2 separate regions of the Mus musculus genome follow, and region 2 is linked to region 1. The links are chromatin contacts, called in public HiChIP or PLAC-seq maps. All regions are on one chromosome and are shown on one strand. The core of a region is the stretch at or near the end of the contact, and the rest is flanking DNA. Distances in the headings are between cores, read along the strand shown.

Evidence for each region. HiChIP or PLAC-seq counts read pairs in DNA pulled down with a chosen protein or histone mark.
Region 2: a contact with region 1 is called in a FOXA1 HiChIP or PLAC-seq map of pancreatic cancer cells. The contact joins two enhancer-like sites. A contact is called at or near these places in 1 of 115 datasets of contacts at active chromatin or transcription factors (pancreatic cancer cells) and 1 of 9 other capture datasets (adipose tissue).

The regions. Positions count from the first base shown.
Region 1 is chr15:27,780,366-27,786,381 of GRCm38.p6, reverse strand. The region is part of intron 34 of Trio (triple functional domain (PTPRF interacting)); the gene reads left to right. Among named protein-coding and RNA genes, the nearest start is that of Otulinl, 100 kb to the right of the region's middle. Within about 2 kb of position 2,576, at least 256 of the 459 cell types and tissues checked have an H3K27ac peak or open chromatin away from gene starts, as enhancers often do. A contact at or near this core is called in pancreatic cancer cells, where this site is marked.
Region 2 is chr15:28,077,443-28,083,458 of GRCm38.p6, reverse strand. No RefSeq gene overlaps it. Among named protein-coding and RNA genes, the nearest start is that of Gm31458, 14 kb to the right of the region's middle. Within about 2 kb of position 2,133, at least 67 of the 459 cell types and tissues checked have an H3K27ac peak or open chromatin away from gene starts, as enhancers often do. A contact at or near this core is called in pancreatic cancer cells, where this site is marked.

The DNA.
Region 1 (6,016 bases), core at 1,327-3,826:
CTTACTACAGGAAATTACTAGACTTCTTACTTCATAATGAAGGGTGATTGTGCTATTATTCCCTGCACACATTATTATTTTGATAATTGTTAAATTACTAAGAAGTTTTAAGAGATAGTCTCAAAGTCAGCACTAAGTTGACGTAGATTCTGAAAGAAAATAAAATACTATTTCACGTTAAAGGGTGGATAAAAAACGATGGAAGTCCAGTTTGTCCCTCCCACATCACTCAGGACAGGAACTCCAGATGCCTTTCCCAGCATGATATCAGGATGATATTTTAATATCCACTGGTTCTTCCTCTGCATTGATTACAGGAGATCAAGTATCCATCAGGCTTGAGCAGAAAAATGGATTCGGACTCCTAGCCAGGAAATACATTTTAAAGCAGATTTTTTTTATGCCTGTCAAGAGTACCATTTTATACACGGGCAAATATCTGGGCATTGCGCTTTGAGGAAAGTGAATGGGATAGCACGGTGCTACAGGGAGCCGATCGGTTGGGCTTGGCTCCTGTCCACAGGGGCGGATCTCACTGCTGCTGCTGCAGTGTGGAACCTTACACAGCTCTAGCAGGAGAATGTAAACAGTTATCAGGGAATGCAATAAGGAGAGGTCAAGTGAGGCTGAGACAGGACTCTGGTTCCGTGCCAGCCTGGGCTACTTAGCTTCTATTGCTGTTTTTTTCTTAATGTTTACTTTTTCCTTTGAGAATTTCATACGACATTATGTTGGTCATATTTCTCTCCCTCCCCCAGCTCCTCCCAGATCTCCATACCCACCCAGCTTCATGTTCTTTCTCTCAAAAACAAAAACCCATGTCTGTGTGATTGATATGCCCAGTATCACACCACTGAAGAAAACAGACTTTCCTGTAGCTATGAACCGTGAAGAGTTTCCTGGCAAGGGGAGGGACTTCCTGCCTCACTTCCACTCCGCTGTGCTGGGGTTTTCCTATACACTGTCTTAAATAAACCCTTGGTAACTCCAGCAAGTCTTGTATCAATAAGATGGTGGCTGTTGAGGCGGCTCAGGCTCGTTCTGAGTTAGCTACTCCCTTTGGGACCCAGCCCAGCACTCTGCATATCTCTTAGTCTGCATCAAACTGTGGAAGAGTCCTTCCTAACAGTGAACAGATCCACACAGTAAGCACTGAATTTGGTTTCAAATCTTTTCGAACCTGTTCTAAAGGATGGAAACACAGGATATTCAGCTCAGTGTGAATAAACAAATACCAAAGTGTCGCCGGAGGATTGTTTCAGCCATGCAGACTGGCTGTTTCACATTAACGATTGAGCAGTCTAAAGTCTCTCTCCAATTTTCTCCCACTTACATACCACCAACTCATTCAAAGTTTACAGCATGGTGCATGTGCGTGCATGAGTGCCCCAGGGACCAGTTCTGTGGAAAACAGAACCAGTGTTCTGTCTCTCCTCACTCTACGCATGACCTTGGATATATGTCCTTGTGAGAGCATGGTCTGTGGTTCATGGCACCTCCCCCCTCCTCCCATACACCCACCAGCACTTCAGAATTCTCATTGAAATTTGTTTATTGATTTTTTTAAGCGAAATACATTTATAAAACTATTTTGTTCTCTCACTTTTGTGGGAAAAGGTTTTCCATGCTTGATGGAAAATACATCCAGGAAAGAAATGCTGTGAAATTACATTTAAGGTTACAGCTGATTTTACAGCACATGTAGAGTCCTGAGATATTAGTAATCAGCCATGGGACTCTCCTTGCAGGGAGCCCTAGCCACCCCGAATTGACTTTTCCAGACATCTTGCTGGTGAGCTGCAATCTCTCTTTGGTCTATCTTTGTAAGGAGAACACAGATTTATGGCTTTTCATTCTGAAGAATTTCCTCCAGGTGCTCGGGGTTGGCCTCTGGGGTGAGTGAGCAAGTCCATAAACACGGGGAGCTTGGAGCAATGAGCTCTGGAATCTGTCCAGGGAGCCCCTATTTCCTCTTCCTGCCCGCAGGCATGGGGGTGGGGACTGGGCAGCCACAGCCCGGAGGCTCCGGTTAATTTCTTGCAGTTCTCTCCTAAGACCATGCGAATGTGAAGGATTGGCTCAGGATGCCCAACTATAACAACCGGAAAACCCCCAGGGAATAGAAGCAGCTGAGCATCCTCACATCGAGCCCTGAGTGACTGGATGTGTGTTCCTCTAGGCATCCTGTGTGCAAGTCCATGTCTTCCTCATTGACACCTTTTATTCTCAGAAGCACAGCTGAAAACGCCTCTGCGTGCCACCTTGTAGTCAACTCTACTCCTGTAGTGAAAGTAAGAACTCACAACTGTTAGCTGGGACGCGCAACTCGGTGGAGTTCTAAGGCCACTTCCTTTTCTCTTCTGTCTCCTTAAGCTGGCGGGGCCCAGTGGCACCAAAGTCCTCTCTCAAACTGGCACAGAGAAGAGGGATATGTTGTGCTTGTGGTAACATGGGAGCTGACAATTGAATGTTTCTCCTTTCGTCTCTCTCTTCATCTAAAAAGGAACACAGCACAGTGGCTGTCCTCATCCTGTTCCGTCCCCAGCCCTACGCAAAGGCTGCTTGATTGCTTCCTGTGGCTGCTTGCTCCCTGGAGGTGGCAGTGCCGCCTTATCACAGGGGCACTGATTAAAGCCAAGGACAGGATCCTGCTTTAATTGGTGTTCCTAGCAGAGGCCGTCTTTCTCATTCCCTTTGTCTCCACGGCTGCTTTGTTTCGTCCTGGAGTAACTCCAGGCCCCTCTCCTTCCCTCTCACCAGTGAGCACTAAGTAGCTTGGATAGCTCAGGGAGGAGTTCTTACAGGAGGACTCTGTTGACCACGGGAGATTCTTATAACAGCGCGTTCTTAGAAAGCCTCCTGCCTGTTCCCTGAGGCTCCAGAAATGGGACAGAGAGTTTTCAGCTGCTTCAAAGAAAGGCACCCCAGCCTGTTCTTTTCATTCTTTGGTTTGTGCTGCTGCTGTTTCAGTGTGTGACCGTCCCCTCCACCCCCGACCCCCGCGAGAAATAGGGGAACTAACGGTACTTAAAAGTTCCTAAGTAATGACCAAAGCAGAAGTATGCCATTTTGGCCTAGGAAAGAGGTGGAAAGCAAGATGACGTAAAGCTGGCTGGGACCTGCGTGGCCCTGAGTGTGCTCTGGGTGGACTGTGGTGTGTGCATGCCCACAGGCGTGCTGGCTTTTCCTCCCAGAGCCTGTGGGCAGTAGTGGTATGTATGTTTGTTCAAATGCTCTTTGCTTTAGTTCAGCACCATTTTGATTTTGTTGTGTTACTAAAATGCAATTTAGGAAGAATTCTTACTGGATTAGGACTCTTTTGTTTCTTTTCTTTTCTTTTTTTTTTTTTTTTAAACTAAACCAGGAACCTCGCCATATAATGTGCTGGATATTGGCTCTGTGGTTTGGGAGAGTCAGTCATCTGCTTCCTCCCTCCACAGCTATAACTCTTCCAAGCTAATATCGCATCCCTTGAGACTGGAGCCGGAGTTAACCCACCCCGTGGAGGATGTGGAGAGTGATAATACTTGGCAAGCTCTCTGCAGAACATTCCAGGGCCTCCCCACTGCCCTGTAGCGCTGCATACAAACGAGCACATTGGTATGGGCTCTGTGACAACATTTATAAGTTTGCACGGTTCATAGCTGGCTCGATTATGTGCATACTAACACAACCCGGGCATTTCTGAGGCAGTAAAACACTTCACTGCTAACATTCTGAATCTGGTTTTAATTTTGAAAGAATAATAATACATTTATGTATGAACGAAGTGTAGTCTTATCACCATTCCAACCAAACCACGTGGCTTAACTGCAGAATGTCCCTTTTAACCACGCTGTATGGGGCGGACTTTGTGTGTCCCTTGTTCCACATGAAGGAGGGTTTTAGCTTTTAAACGCATCTAAATTCCCCCCACATATGCAGATTTCCCCCTTTAGCAAGGCAAGCCAGGTGACCTCGGGTTTTTTTTTGTTTGTTTTTTTTGTTGTTGTTTGTTTGTTTGTTTTTTAACAAGAAAGAAGACAGTAAACAGAAGTATAAATGTTCGCTGTGGGAAGTGTCCCTGGTTAAATGTGTCCATGCCTCTCGCTTTGGGGTTTTATTTCAAGGACATTATGATCACAACTATCATGGGTCCTTACAGCATTAGGGGCTATGAAACCAGAATGGTATGTGGGCACCATGTGACTGTCAGCCCCCAAATTAACTGTGTGTTTCCATGAATGCTGAGTCCTGCCTCTGTTCAGGCAACAATAAACACTGCAGTAGTTGGGAGATGGAGTCACAAGCATAAATTAAGAATCAAGACACTGTTACTTCATAACATAAAGAGCTTCCTTATCCCTCTTCCAACAGTAAACTAAGTACTGAGTAATCCAACCCCTGGGTGGGCTTTGTTGTTGTTTGTGTGTTTGTTTTTAGAGACAGTCTTTAAGTGACACTAAGAATCTGTCTTATGGAAAAGAACAGTGTGACTTTTGGGCACCAGGAAGGATCTCAACCGACCAGAAAAGCTAGATTCATCACAGAGCCTTCAGAAGGCCTCTTGCTTTGGGGCTAAATAGACCAGATGACATTCTTGCTCTGCAGAATGTCACTCTGCTTCTGTGGAGATGCCTGGGTCAATGTGGGGTCCCCTCCGGCACCCTCACCCGTGGATCTTCAGTGGGAGCCTCGGCTCAGGCCTTCCAGGGCCACCATAGGTCCCCTTCCTTCTCCTTACCCAGGAGCAGTGTCCCACACAGCTCACTGTGGACATCATCAGGCTGTGTGCTGACCAGAGAAAGTCAGGAGGGCTCTGCAAAGACACTGTCTGTCTCTCCAGCCCTACCCACCCCACCCCACCCCACCACACATCCCAGGGATGATGCAGACCACCAAGAAAGAGTGGTGCCAGGTTCAAAGATCACAGAAAGCTGGGAGTTCACAGGATTCATACATCTCTCCCTCTCTTTTTTAATGGTGTGTGTGTGTGTGTGTTTGCATGCAGCACTACTATCTTAACACAAAATCTGCTTTTGACTTTGAGTTGAAGTCCCTACAGTTCATTAGTGGCCAGTTTCTTGGGTGCTTTTTCCCCTCTCTGACAATTTAGATCAGTGTCCATAGAAAAATCCTGCTGTTCATCTCCCCCAAGGGTACACAGTCCTGACTCAAACAAAAATCACTGAATATGGCCTAGCCATTCCAGAAGCCAGAAACAAGGGCCAGTACTTCCTCCAAATCAGTGTTTGTCCAGAGTAGAGAAGGATTGCGTTTAGATGTGAGCTCTAACATCAAGGTGAGTTAACAGGAAGGAGGAGGTGTGGAGCTATCTTTTACATCCTGTCATTCACAAATATGAGGATTTTTTTTTTTTAAGCAGCCTCTGCGTCGGTCAGTCAGGTGAGCAGTACGCCCAGGGATGCCTGGCTCTCCTGTCACTGCGGGGTGGAAACGTGAGAGAGGTGTGCGGAGCCTTTCTGGAGAGGCTGTAGAAAGAAGGTGTAGCCTCTGCTCTCTGCCTCTCCTAAGGACGTTGTGTATAGGAGCCCAGAAGGAGCATGGGAGGATCGAGTTGTATCATACTGTTCACCTTACCCACCAATCACTGCAGGTGCCCTCCTCAGAGCCTTGACTTACACAGCTCCCTGTAGACCACATACATACTCGAAGAGACCCGCTCCTCCATCCATTGGTTGGTTGGAGCTCCTGACATCCATGCTAGCTTAACCTCTCCTCCCATGATGGCGCTGCATTGCCTCTCCCCTAGCATGTTCTTGTTTCCACTCAGCAGTGAAGGAGATGCTGTGCATCCGACTAGCCAACTGCACGATTCTGCCCTTTGCCTCCTTTGCATTTAGTCCCCTTGTCTGTCTGTCTCTCTCTCTCTCTCTCTCTCTCTCCCTCTCTCTCTCTCTCTCTCTCTCTCTCTCTCTCTCGGCATTAGTGATGACATTCCAGAGGACCTCTGAAATGAAATGGCTTTCCAACTAGAAATGCTGACATCTAGTCCTCCTCTTACAGGATAAATCCA
Region 2 (6,016 bases), core at 884-3,383, 300 kb before region 1:
GATGGCCTTGTTAGACATCAGTGGGAGGAGAGGCCCTCTGGCCTGAGGGTGTTCAATGCCCCAGTGTATGGGAATACCAGGGCAGGAGTGGGTGGGTGGGTGAGTGGGGGAGCACCCTTATAGAAGCAGGGGGAGGGAGAGGAGGAAGAGGGTTTCGGAGATCTGAAAAGGGGAAAACATTTGAAATGTAAATAAAGAAAATACCCAAGGGGGAAAAAGAAGGAGAGGGAGAGGGAGAGGGAGAGGGGAAGAGGGAGAGAGGGAGAGAGAGAAAGAGAGAGAGAGAGAGAGAGAGAACGGCAGGCAGGCAGGCAGGCAGGCAGGCAGGCAGGCAGGCAGGCAGGCAGGCAGAAAGGAAAGAAAGAAAGAAAGAAAGAAAGAAAGAAAGAAAGAAAGAAAGAAAGAAAGAAAGAAAGAAAGAAAGGAAGGAAGGAAGGAAGGAAGGAAGGAAGGAAGGAAGGAAGGAAGGAAGGAAGGAAGGAAGGAAGGAAAGAAAGAACAGCTCAGACAGGAATTAGGGCCAGGCTAAGTCTCAAAGCCCACTCTAACCCCAAACTCAAAAAAGATCCATCTCCTCCAGCGAGGCCCTACCTCCCAAAGGCTCTGAAACCTCTCAAAAAAAAAAAAAAAATCCCAAAAGCAGAAGATCAAATATTCAAACCCAATGGGGGACATTCTTACACCTAAAATATAATAGCATCAGAAGTGGCAAGGCATCAACGTGTACCAGCAGACTGCCCTGCAAAGCAAGATGACTGTCTGATGAAAAACTCAGGAAATTCCTAAGTCATCCACAGTGGTACAAGGCCTGTTGGAATCAAACACACTGGCAGAGCTGGAGGGTTGACGCAGCTGTTAAAAGCATTTGTTGTTCTTGCAGAGGACCTGGGTTCTTTTCCCAACACCCACATGGCGGTTCACAACCATCTATAATTCTAGTTCCAGAGAATCCAATGTCCTCTTCTGACCTCCGCAGACACCAGGTACACATGTACACACATGAAGTAATAAAATAAATAAGCCTAAAATAAAATTTTAAAACCATCGATCCATCAATGGCTATGGTATTACACTGCTTATTTACTTTTGTAATTTTTAAAGATTGGTTTGTCTTTATTTTATTTATCTTGGTGTTTTGCTGGAATGTATGTCTGTGTGAGGGTGTCAGATTCCCCTGGAACTAGAATTGCAGAGAGTTTTGAGGTGCCAGGTGGGAGCTGGAAATTGAACCCTGGTCTTCCAGAAGACATCTAAGTCACCTCTCCAGTCCGTATGCTTATTATTTTCAAAGTCTTTGACATCAAAGGAGCCATACAAATGGGTCTATGAGGGAGAATTCGTTCTACTATCTTCACTTGAGATTTTCAACTGCAAACCAATTGATACTATAAATCAAACTTTTTAGTGATAATATCTAGTAGCACAATGGACTAACTAAATATGAAATAGAAGGCGGACGAGGTAACTCTGTGATACATAATATAACCTGCTCTTATAGAAGACTCGTGTTCAGTGCTGAGCATTCACGTCAGGGAGCTCGTAAGGGCTTGGAATTGCAGCTCCATGTGATCTGACACCTTCTGAACTCCATGAGCATTCCACTAATGTATATGTGTGTGCACACACAAACACACAGAGAGAAAGAGATAGTTGCACATATACACATAATATTTTAAATAAAATATTTTAAAGACACAAAATAGTAGTTATAAATAAAATATAGAAATGGATATCTATAATAGAGCTTTGCTTATACTAAACCATATTGACCTAAAAACGAACGTATCTGACATGAATTTGTAGACACTTTAAAACTTCAATAAATAATGCTATTGGATTGGTCTAGTAATGTTGGTGTTTATTGGCTAGTTAGCTATCTTTAACACTTTGAAAATTATTTTCTGTGTCTGAGTTAGGGTTTGGAAGTGACAAGATGCTGCACTCCACCAATCTGAAGTGTCAGGATGCCCTACCCACAAGTCTGTCTCGGAGTAGCTGCTGTTTTCTGACCTCTTATCCTCTGCCAGGTAGTGACGTAGTAGTCAAGCTGAACTGTCTCATTCCACAGCTGACTCATTCGTGAAAACCACATCTAACTGTGGTTTCAGAGCTTTCTTCACGTGATGTCTGACCCTCGCTGGCTCTAGCCGGCAAGGACTTTGAAGTCTTTTGTCCTAATGCTATGATCTCAACATTTGTCATCTCCAAACCCCGTGTTGGAATTTAATTGCAATTGTAACAGAATGAGGAAGTGTAACCAAAAAAACCAATTAGGCCAAGAGTGTTCAACTATAACAGGTGGGGATAATACCATTATGACAGGATCCGTTTGGCCCCCTCTTGTCTCTTACCCTTCTGCCTTTTGTTATGTAAAGGTTCAGGCAAATTTCAAGGCTCCATATTGCAAGAAGATGACAGTGAGCTTTATCAAATACTGAAACTGTTGGTGTCCCTAGCCTAGAACTTGCACCCTCCAGAGCTTCCAGCAATAAATTTGTATTAGCATGTTTATAAGACAGTGATGTTCTGTTATAGGGGCATAAATGAACTAAGATACTTACTTTATTGCACTAAAAGAGCCCACTGGGTGCCTGGAATAAAAAGAAAGAAAACGATGGGAGTGGCCAGGCACACCTGCCACCTCCTCCTTTTCCACCCCATCCCTTTGGAAAGATGCATGGAAGTTGGGAAAGCCACCATTGTCATGGACCAAGGAGATTCAAACCAGTTTACCTCAACTGGGCAAACTGAAAGAGCGTCCTGGTTCCTTTGGCTTGTTCTGTTCAGCAGTGAGAAGAGCATGACTTCCCTGAATGGGCCATTCTTCTAGCAAGAAAGGCTGGAATACTAGAGGAGCATCCTCTTCCAGAAAGTTAGAGACTTCAGGATAAAGGATCTCCACTGGATCTGGTGTAGCTTGTCTGTCTGTCCTGCCTTCCCTTTCCCAGAATTCCAATCATCTCCTTACCACTTAATTTAAGTGACATTATCTCCTTTCTGAAAGAATATTGGACATAATAAAGTCTCTCTGGTATATTAGGGATGATACGTAGCCTTATTCATGACACTAGGTATTTACATACCAGGACAAAAGTCTTCTAAATTCAACATTTAGGAGGTAGACTTTGACGATCACCTGAGGGTTATACATAGTAACATAAACCTGTGGCCCCAGCACTCAAGAGGCTCAATCAGGAGAATCCTAAGTTTGAGGTTAGCCTGGGCTACACAAGGAGATGCTGTCTCAAACTACTACATTCCCCCAACACCCAAAAGTAACTGCACTTGGCAGAGCTAGGAATATAACTCATGGCAGGGCACTTATAGACCACATGAAATACACCTTTAACCCCAGCACTCAGGAGGCAGAGGCAGGCAGATTTCTGAGTTCAAGGCCAGCCTGGTCTACAAAGTGAGTTCCAGGGCTATACAGAGAAACCCTGTCTCGAAAAACCAAATATATATATATACACTTAGTCTGATCCCAAACATTCAAAAGATATTACTCAATGTTAAAAGTATTATTTTTTTACTTTTATATTCTACATTACCACTTTTCTAAAGGTGACTTTACAACACATAGAATGATATGTTATATATCCATCCCTATAACCTGAGAGCTGATGGCTTAAATGGTCATCACCAATGCCTCGAGTTTATTAAATGGAAGATATCTTCCATACCTCAATTAAAGATGTGAAATGCCACCCTCATTGGTCGTAATACATTAATTTAACTCCATAAGAAGTATAAATTGTTTATAACTCACACTGAGAGAAAAGGGAAGTGAAATTCAATGTCATCTAAGGGTGAGAAAAAAAATTATTCTACAGAACAGTCCATCTCCAGTAATTTCTTAAAATTACTTTACTATTACATATAGTCTCAGTAAGTATTTTCTGAGTAGATGAACTTGAATGGAAAGATGGCTTGAATGGAGAGATGACTGCAGCAGTGGAGAACACGCAATGTTCTTTCAGAGGAGTTGAGCTCAGTCCCCCATGCCCACACTGGGCAGCTCACATGTACCTGTAACCCAGCACCAGAGGATCTAACACCTTCTTCTAGATTTCAGACACAAACCACATACATATCATTAAAAAGGTAAAAATCAAATCTTTTTAAAAATTGAATTAAAATGAAAGAAAATACAGGAGACTAGAGAGAACAAAGAGTGTTATCTTATTTTCTTATTCTATAAAGGGTTTTTAGAATAAATTTTGCTGGGCTGAAGAGATAGTTCAACAGTTAAGAGCACTGACTGCTCTTCCAAAGGTCCTGAGTTCAATTCCCAGCAACTACATGGTGGCTCACAACCATCTATAAATGGGATCCAATGCCCTCTGCTGGTGTGTCTGAAGAGAGCCAACAGTGTACTCATATACATAAAATAAAATCAATAATTCTTTTAAAAGAAAAAAATAGAAAATGGAGTTTTTATATCACACCAAATAGTAGTAGTCATAGTAGTAGTAATAATAACGAATAATAATAATAATAAATAATAATAATAATTTAAAATAAAACATTTCTAAACACAAACAGGTAAAATTCTAAAATTCCTAGAGAAAACATGGTAGAGAAACTAAATTAAACAATGTACATTAAAAAAAACACTTTAATAAATAAATTAAAATTTGAAACTTTGTGGTTCAGTGGAAACGAGAAGCACATGGAGAATGCAAAGATATACTTGCAAACTATATATATGACAAAGGACTTGTAGCTAGAATATATTGGAACAACTTAAAAATTAATAATGTAAAGAAATAAATGCCAATTTATCAAGTGCCTGAATTGATATTTCTCCAAAAGAATATGTAAACTGCCAGTGAGTATATAAAAACGATGCCCAAAGTCATAACTTTTAAAGGGGATCTAAGTCAAAAGCATAAGGAGCCAATTGTTTTCCATTCTGGGATATCTCAGATCAAAACAGAGAAGCATAACAAGTGGGTGTGGCTAGGTGCAGAAGAGGGCTCCCTCCTTCCTATTTCCTACCCCCACCAACTCCATATATGTACTAATCCACTTTCTGTGTCTGTGGCTTTCTTGTTCTGGATACATACCTAACCAGAAACACACAGTTTGTTATCATCAGAATATAAAACTATGCAGGACCTTGGAAAACAGTGAAGTGGTTCTCTAAAAATACCAGACATGGAGTTAGGGAAGTCAGGATTTTCATTCCAAGGAATGTAACCTAGGAAGATGAGAACAAACTCAAGAGTGTACACAAACATCTATAGCAGTAGAATTCATAATATGGAAGCCACCTGAGTGCCTATCTGATCAGAAATGGATCCAAAAATGTGAGATTTTCTTAATGGGATATTTTTAGAAATTTTAAAATGGGTGTACCAGTGATGTACATTAGAGTACAAATAAACTTTAAAACCACTCTAGCTACAAGTCCTTTGTCATATATATAGTTTGCAAGTATATCTTTGCATTCTCCATGTACTTCTCGTTTCCACTGAACCACAAAGTTTCAAATTTTAATTTATTTATTAAAGTGTTTTTTTTTTAATGTACATTGTTTAATTTAGTTTCCCTACCATGATTTCTTTTTAGGAATTTTAGAATTTTACCTGTTTGTGTTTAGAAACACAGTCCCAAATGGTCACAGACTCTGTGATTCCGCTTATGTGATATGTCTAGCACCAAGAAACCCAAAGATGCAGAAAGTAAATTATTGGTTATATATGTTGGTAAGAGGTAGGAAGTAGAAAAGAAGGAATTACCGTAACATCTATGGGGGTCTTTTGTAGCATGATGGAAAAGCTGTAAAACTGGTATGGCGAAGACTACATGGTTATGAATAAACTAAAAGTAATTATATACTTTAAGTATCATATAAAAACAGATCTCTGAGTTTAGAAACAACAACAAAAACCAATGGACTTGACTCGTGCCTGTAAATCCCAACACCCAACCAACCACAAAAAAACAAAAAGACCCGTACTTTAGCATGTGTTGTTCCAGATTGCATTCTGTTTCTATGATAAATGCCATG